Linked DNA regions of Sus scrofa: region 2 is linked to region 1. Evidence: chromatin contacts called from public Hi-C data. All regions are on one chromosome and are shown on one strand. Each heading gives the region's core, a stretch centred on a gene start, on an enhancer-like site or on the middle of the called end of the contact. The rest is flanking DNA. Distances are from core to core; before and after follow the strand shown.

The links. Hi-C and Micro-C count contacts between places; a contact is called where the count stands out from the background.
Region 2: a Hi-C map of liver shows a contact between it and region 1, with 1.9 times the contacts expected there. The contact joins the promoter of RAI1 here to the enhancer-like site in region 1. A contact is called at or near these places in 1 of 5 promoter capture datasets (liver), 5 of 47 Hi-C or Micro-C datasets (embryonic fibroblasts, heart right ventricle, liver and 1 more) and 1 of 2 datasets of contacts at active chromatin or transcription factors (skeletal muscle).

Annotation. Positions count from the first base shown.
Region 1 is chr12:60,772,663-60,775,362 of Sscrofa11.1, forward strand. The region is part of intron 1 of RAI1 (retinoic acid-induced protein 1); the gene reads right to left. Among named protein-coding and RNA genes, the nearest start is that of SREBF1, 40 kb to the left of the region's middle. Within about 2 kb of position 1,314, at least 7 of the 83 cell types and tissues checked have an H3K27ac peak or open chromatin away from gene starts, as enhancers often do. A contact at or near this core is called in liver, where this site is marked.
Region 2 is chr12:60,853,405-60,856,104 of Sscrofa11.1, forward strand. It overlaps RAI1 (retinoic acid-induced protein 1), which reads right to left and starts at 1,306. Exons shown (of 5, transcript XM_021068026.1): 1 at 1,198-1,306.

The DNA of each region.
Region 1 (2,700 bases), core at 64-2,563:
TTGCCAGGCACCTGCTGCGAAGGAGGGAGGGCAGGAGCCCCGAGAACCTTCCCTGGCCTCTGGGAGAAGAGGCCTGGGTGAGCAGCGAGGCTGTGGGGGGCGGGGAGGATGAGCCCTGCAGAAAGGGGGAGCAGAGACGAGAGACGTGCGGGTTAGAGCTGGGTGGCCTGAGGCCCAGAGGGACTCACAGCCCTCCTTAGAGCCTCCGCGCCAGGCACCGAAGGTGGAGACTCTGCCACCCCTCCCCAAGCCTCTGGGTCCCTGCAGGGCTCCCTGGTGGCAGTCATCACAGTGCTAATTACATAATTAATGGCCTAATGAGCTGCCTCACCAGGATGTTGCCTGGGGGAGGCAGGGGCTTCATCTCTTGGGTCTTAGGCACTAAGCCTAGAAACCACCCCAGGAGGTGCCCTTTTGGAGCTGCCTGGAAGGAAGGCCAGGATGGGCAAGGGTGTGCAGCCTAACCCTCACCACAGCCCGAGGGATGCTTAGAGGCCCGGAGGCCAGGGCAGCGCAGCAGCCAACCAACCAGGAAGAGAAGACAAAGCCTCTCTGTCTGCCCTGGCCCACAGCGCCTTGGGTCACAGCCCTTCGGTCCCTGAGCCCGGCTCACGCATCAAACCGGCTTCTCCTTCGAGTCCAGTCTGCGCAACGGCCGACACAGCGGCAAGAGCAGCGCGGCTCCTGCGCCCACAGACACGCCGGCAGCCACTGGGGGCTCGGCAGGTGCGGCGAGGAGGTGGTCTGGGCAGGCTGCAAAGAGGAGGCCCTCCCTCTCGGAGGAGGGGGGCCCACCCGACGGGGGCGCCGCCCCTCCCCCACCTCTGCTGGCCCGGCTGCTGCTGCCACCGGTCCGATGCCCTCTGTCCTCAGGGCGCCCAGCCCTGGCAGTCCTGCAAAGTCACCCCCACTCGTTAGCTGCCTGGCGTCCCTGCTCCTGGGCAAGGGCCACTCCCCCCCACTCTGCGGGGCCCCCGGTCCGTGGCCCGAGCTGGAGTGGGGTCTCTGACTTGTTTCTCGTCTTCGGGGTGACCGCATCCCCCCCCCACCTCGACGTGGCCAATCAGGCCGGCGGCTGTGGGCCAGGAACCGCCAGAAGTCACTGTCTGCAGGCCGTCTTGGGGGTCAAACCTCGTCCTCCTCCTCCTTCGGCGGGCGGTCAAGAGAAGCCCGGACAGGGACAAGGACTTGTCCGGGAGGTGCAGCAGGACTGCGAAGCCCCCACAGCTCCGGGCCCCAGAAGGCCCCTCTGCCAACCAGCAAATACACTCAGAGCTCGGGGCCAAAACGGGGGCAGATCCTCGCTCCTGACACCCGGCCTCCCCCGGAGCCTCCCCTCCCGTCGTCGCCGCCTCGGACACCCCGGCCCAGCCCCGCTCCATCCGGGGGAGCCGCGGGCCCGGCGCCCCCGCCCAGGGGAGGAAGCCGCCTGTCAGGCCGCCACGGCGTGTCAAATCCTCTCGCTGCCTAATTGTGAGACGGCGGCGTTTAAAGCAACGCTTTGCTGGCCGCCTGCCACACCGCAAACGGCTCGGTATAATTTTATTATTAAGGGAGAGAAAAGAGGGAGGGGGCCGGGCCGGGGGGCAGTCGCGGGTCCGAGTCAGCCGCGGGGGGAATGCGGCTCCGGGCGAGTACCGCCGGCTCTCGGGTTGGCCCGCCGACTCCGTTCATTGCGCATTCAGTCTCTACTTAGGGCAACCGAAACCAAGCGGGCCCGGGTCCGACGATTAGGGTCCGCGACTGGGCCATGAACCCTTCCACCCCCGCCCGCCCCCGCCGCCCCGGGCGCGGTGCGGGACGGGGGCGGGGGGCGCAGCGCCGGCGGCGGGGTGAACGCGGCGCGGGAGCTGGGCGCCGGCCGAGCGGGGGATGGGGAGCGGCGCGGGGCGTGCGGGGGTGTTTTGCGGCCCCGCCGCCCCCCCGCAACAGATGTCTCAGCCGTGTAAGACAAAGGCAGTGCGCCTGCCGCTGCCGGCAGAAAATCCGCAGGACTCCCTCAGGGGCAGGTAAAATTTCACCTTCTATTTGGGGCCCCCCCCGCCCGGTTTCCCGGCCGCTGCGCCAATCCGGAACGCGCCACCAAAGACGCCGCGGCGCCGCCGCCCAACCCGCTGACCCCAGCAAGGTCGCGGCGACCTCGGGCTCCTCCAGCCGCGATCCCGCCCTCGGAGGCGCCGGGAGCGAGAAAGGGGCGCTCTTCTCGCCACGAGGCGGAGGCGGCGCCGGACGCTGCGCGCCTCCCTCCTGCCCGCGGTGGGACCCCGGGGGCTGCGCCCCCCCGCCCCCATCATTCATCTCCCCGATTCCCGCTGTAGCCGCCCTCGGAAGTCAGCCGAGTGAAGCAGCTGTTCCTTGCACACTCCACTTGACCAAAGATGATGATAAATGAGGCCCGGGCTGCGTCGGGGACGCGGCGGCGGCGGCGGCCGCGAGGGGCGCGCAGGGCGGGGCGGGCGGCCCGCACCCCCTCCCCGCGCCTCGGGAAGGGCGAGGACGCGGAGGACGGAGGCCGACGGGCAGAATCAAAGGCCCGCGCGGCCCCGGCGCGGGCGGAGAGGTGTGCCCGGAGCCCCAGGGTGCGGGCAGCCGCCCCCCCCGCCGCGGAGCCGCCGCCCCGCTCCCGCCCCGCGCGCCCCGGCCCCGGTGCCTCGGTCCCCACCGCGCCCTTGCCCCCACCCGCGCGCCCCAAACCCATTA
Region 2 (2,700 bases), core at 56-2,555, 81 kb after region 1:
TAACAGCCCAGCAGCGGCATGAAACTGGATTGCAACCAGATGCAATGCCCTTGAATCCCCACCACGCCGCTGCGTTGCGCGACAGACGGGGCGCGGGGGGGGGGGCGGATGCGGAGAACGGCACGGGTCCCGCGTGGGTCCGCATCGGCGCCTGCCGAGGCCCCGGGCGGCTCGGGGCCCGGGTCGCCGTTCCGGCGCTGCCTCCCCTCCCCCAGCCCCCCAAGAGCGCATTGTTACACTCGGCGGCCTCGGTTCAGGGCAGAGACCCCGGCGCCCGCGCCTCGGGGGCTCCCTGGAGGCGGGCACGGCTCGGGCCGCGCTCCGGCCCCGGCCCCGGCCCCCGGCGTGGATTGGGGGCGGACCGAGAGCCCAAGAAGGGAAACCGCTCGCTGGGAAAACAGGCGCCCAGGAAGCTGGGGCCGCCGCGGCCTCGGGCCTGCCTGGTGTTTCGCTTCCCCTCCGCCCCTCCGCGGCGGGCCCTGGCGACCAAGTCTCCAAATGTCACCCCCGCGTCCTGCCACCCCGTCGCCCCCGCTCGACGCCGCCGCCCGGCGCCCGGCCCCCGCGTCCTCCCCCCCCCCGGGTCCCCTGCCTCCCGGGAGCGGGTCATGCCCTCGGCCGGCGCGCCGCCGTCCGGGGACGCGGGACTCGCGTGGCCGGAGCCCCCACCGTGACGTCACCCCTGAAAGGCCCGCGCGCCCGGGGCCTGGCCGCGTCCGGGCTCCCCGGCCTCCGGGGCCTCTTCCTGCCGGGTCGCGCGGCCTGCGCACAGGCCGCGGGCGCCGCTGCCCATTTGGGGGTCCGGCCGAGAGCCCCGCGCGCCGCACCTCCCGGCACGGCCCTCGAGGCGCGGGCTCCCACGCCGTGGCCCCGCCAGGCCCCGAGTCCCCCCCGGAGAAGTCGGCTCCCCGCCCCCCCCCCGACGCACTCACAAAGCTCGCCTCCGGCCCCCGCGCCGTGCGAATGCCCGGTCCCCACCCCGCGCTCGGCGGACCCCCCGCGCCACCGTGCGCGCACTGCCCCCGCACGCCCGACCCTCGCTCCTCGCGCCCCACGCCACGCACCGGCCCCGGCCCGCGGCGCGGGGCGCCCCCACCCGCAGCTCCCGGGACGGCCCTCCGGTAACCTGGCGCCCCCCGCACACAAAGCGACTTCCTCGCGGCCCCCCGCGCGCCCGCCCCGGCGCTGGGTGCTCACCTCGGCGCGCGCTCACTCGGGGGCCCGGGCTCTGGAGCTGTGACTTCGCGGCCCGGAGGCCCGGGCGGCCATGGGGGTCGGGGCGCGGCGGCCCGGCCGGCCCGCGGCCAGGCAGGAAGGAGGGTGGGCCGCGGCGCCCCCTCCTCGCGCCCGCGCTCGGGCGGCGGGCAGGGCGGCCTGCTCGGCGCGCTCTCGCCCGGGCCGCGCCTCGCTCCGCACCTCGCCTTCCGAGCGCAGCCGCGGGCGGGGGCGGCGCCCGGGGCGCGGGGAGCGAGCCCTGGCCGCGCACCGCCGGGCCTGCTGGCGTCGCAGGGCCGCGGGGAAATGCGGTCCCCTCCGCGCAGGAAGAGCGGGCGGCGGGCGGCGCGCGGGGGGAGAAGGCGGCGAGAGCGCGGGGAGAAAAGTTCCCGGCCGCCTGGCTGCGCTCGCTCGCCGCCCGGGCGCCAGGTGGGCCTCGCGCCCCGACAGCGCCCCCTGGCGGCGCGCGCTCGCCCGCGGGCCTGGGGGGAGGGGGCTCGGCGGGGGACCCCGGGGAGGCCTCAAGGTCTCGGCGGCCTGGGGTCGGGGCTGGAACCTCCGGCGGAGGTGGCGGCCCTGCCCCGGCCGGCCGGCCGGCCGGCCGTCCAGCGCTCCCGCCCTCCGGCCGGGTCCGCGGCCCTCCGTGCCCTCCGCTTTGCAGTCTGGGAAGCACTGCGACCTCTAAACTCAAGAGGCTGCGAACAGATTTCCTCGCTTGCTGGCACCTTGCTGGGCGCAGACGCAGCAGAGACAAGCGGTCCCTGCCATCACGGAGCTGGCATCCTGGCGGGAAGAGACAGACAGCATACAAATGCTTGCACACATCACGAAGATAATTCCAGGGAGTGATGCGTGCTAGGAAGAAAAGAAGCAGGTGAAGGGAGGAATAGGGGCTACCAAGCTGAGTGGGGCGGGGAGGAGGCCCGGGGAACGGACTGGCAGGAAGGAACCCTCCTGGCAGAGCCAGGAACAGCATTCCTGGCAGAAGGAAGCGCAAGTGCAAAGGCCCTGAGGCAGGAGAGAGCTTATTGGCAACCAGAGGACAGGCAGTGGGCACACCACGCAAAGGACCAAGGTTTTCAAGGCTACCCCAGGGCCCCGGGAGGAATCTGGATGCAGTTCTAGTGCCCCTGGCTCAGCCTAAGGGGAGGATTGTTGAATGAATGAGTGAACTTCCGGACACATGACAGTCCCCCTCCAAGGCCTCGCTCAGCCAGCTCAGGCAGAAGACCCTCCACCCCACCCACCACCCTCAGGGCACATTGGGTCCTATGAGTCGGGGAGGGGTGTCAAGGCATCGATGCTCTCAGGGGACCTGGGGCTGGCCGTGAGGTCCCCTGGACATCAGCCTCCTTCCCTTAAGGTAAGGCGGCATGTGGCCACGGTGGCTTTACTCCGTGACAGGGACTGTCCCCTGCTACAGGTTACTGCCTCTGATCCTGGAACCCCTCACAATTTACTTATGGGGAGACTGAGGCACAGGTG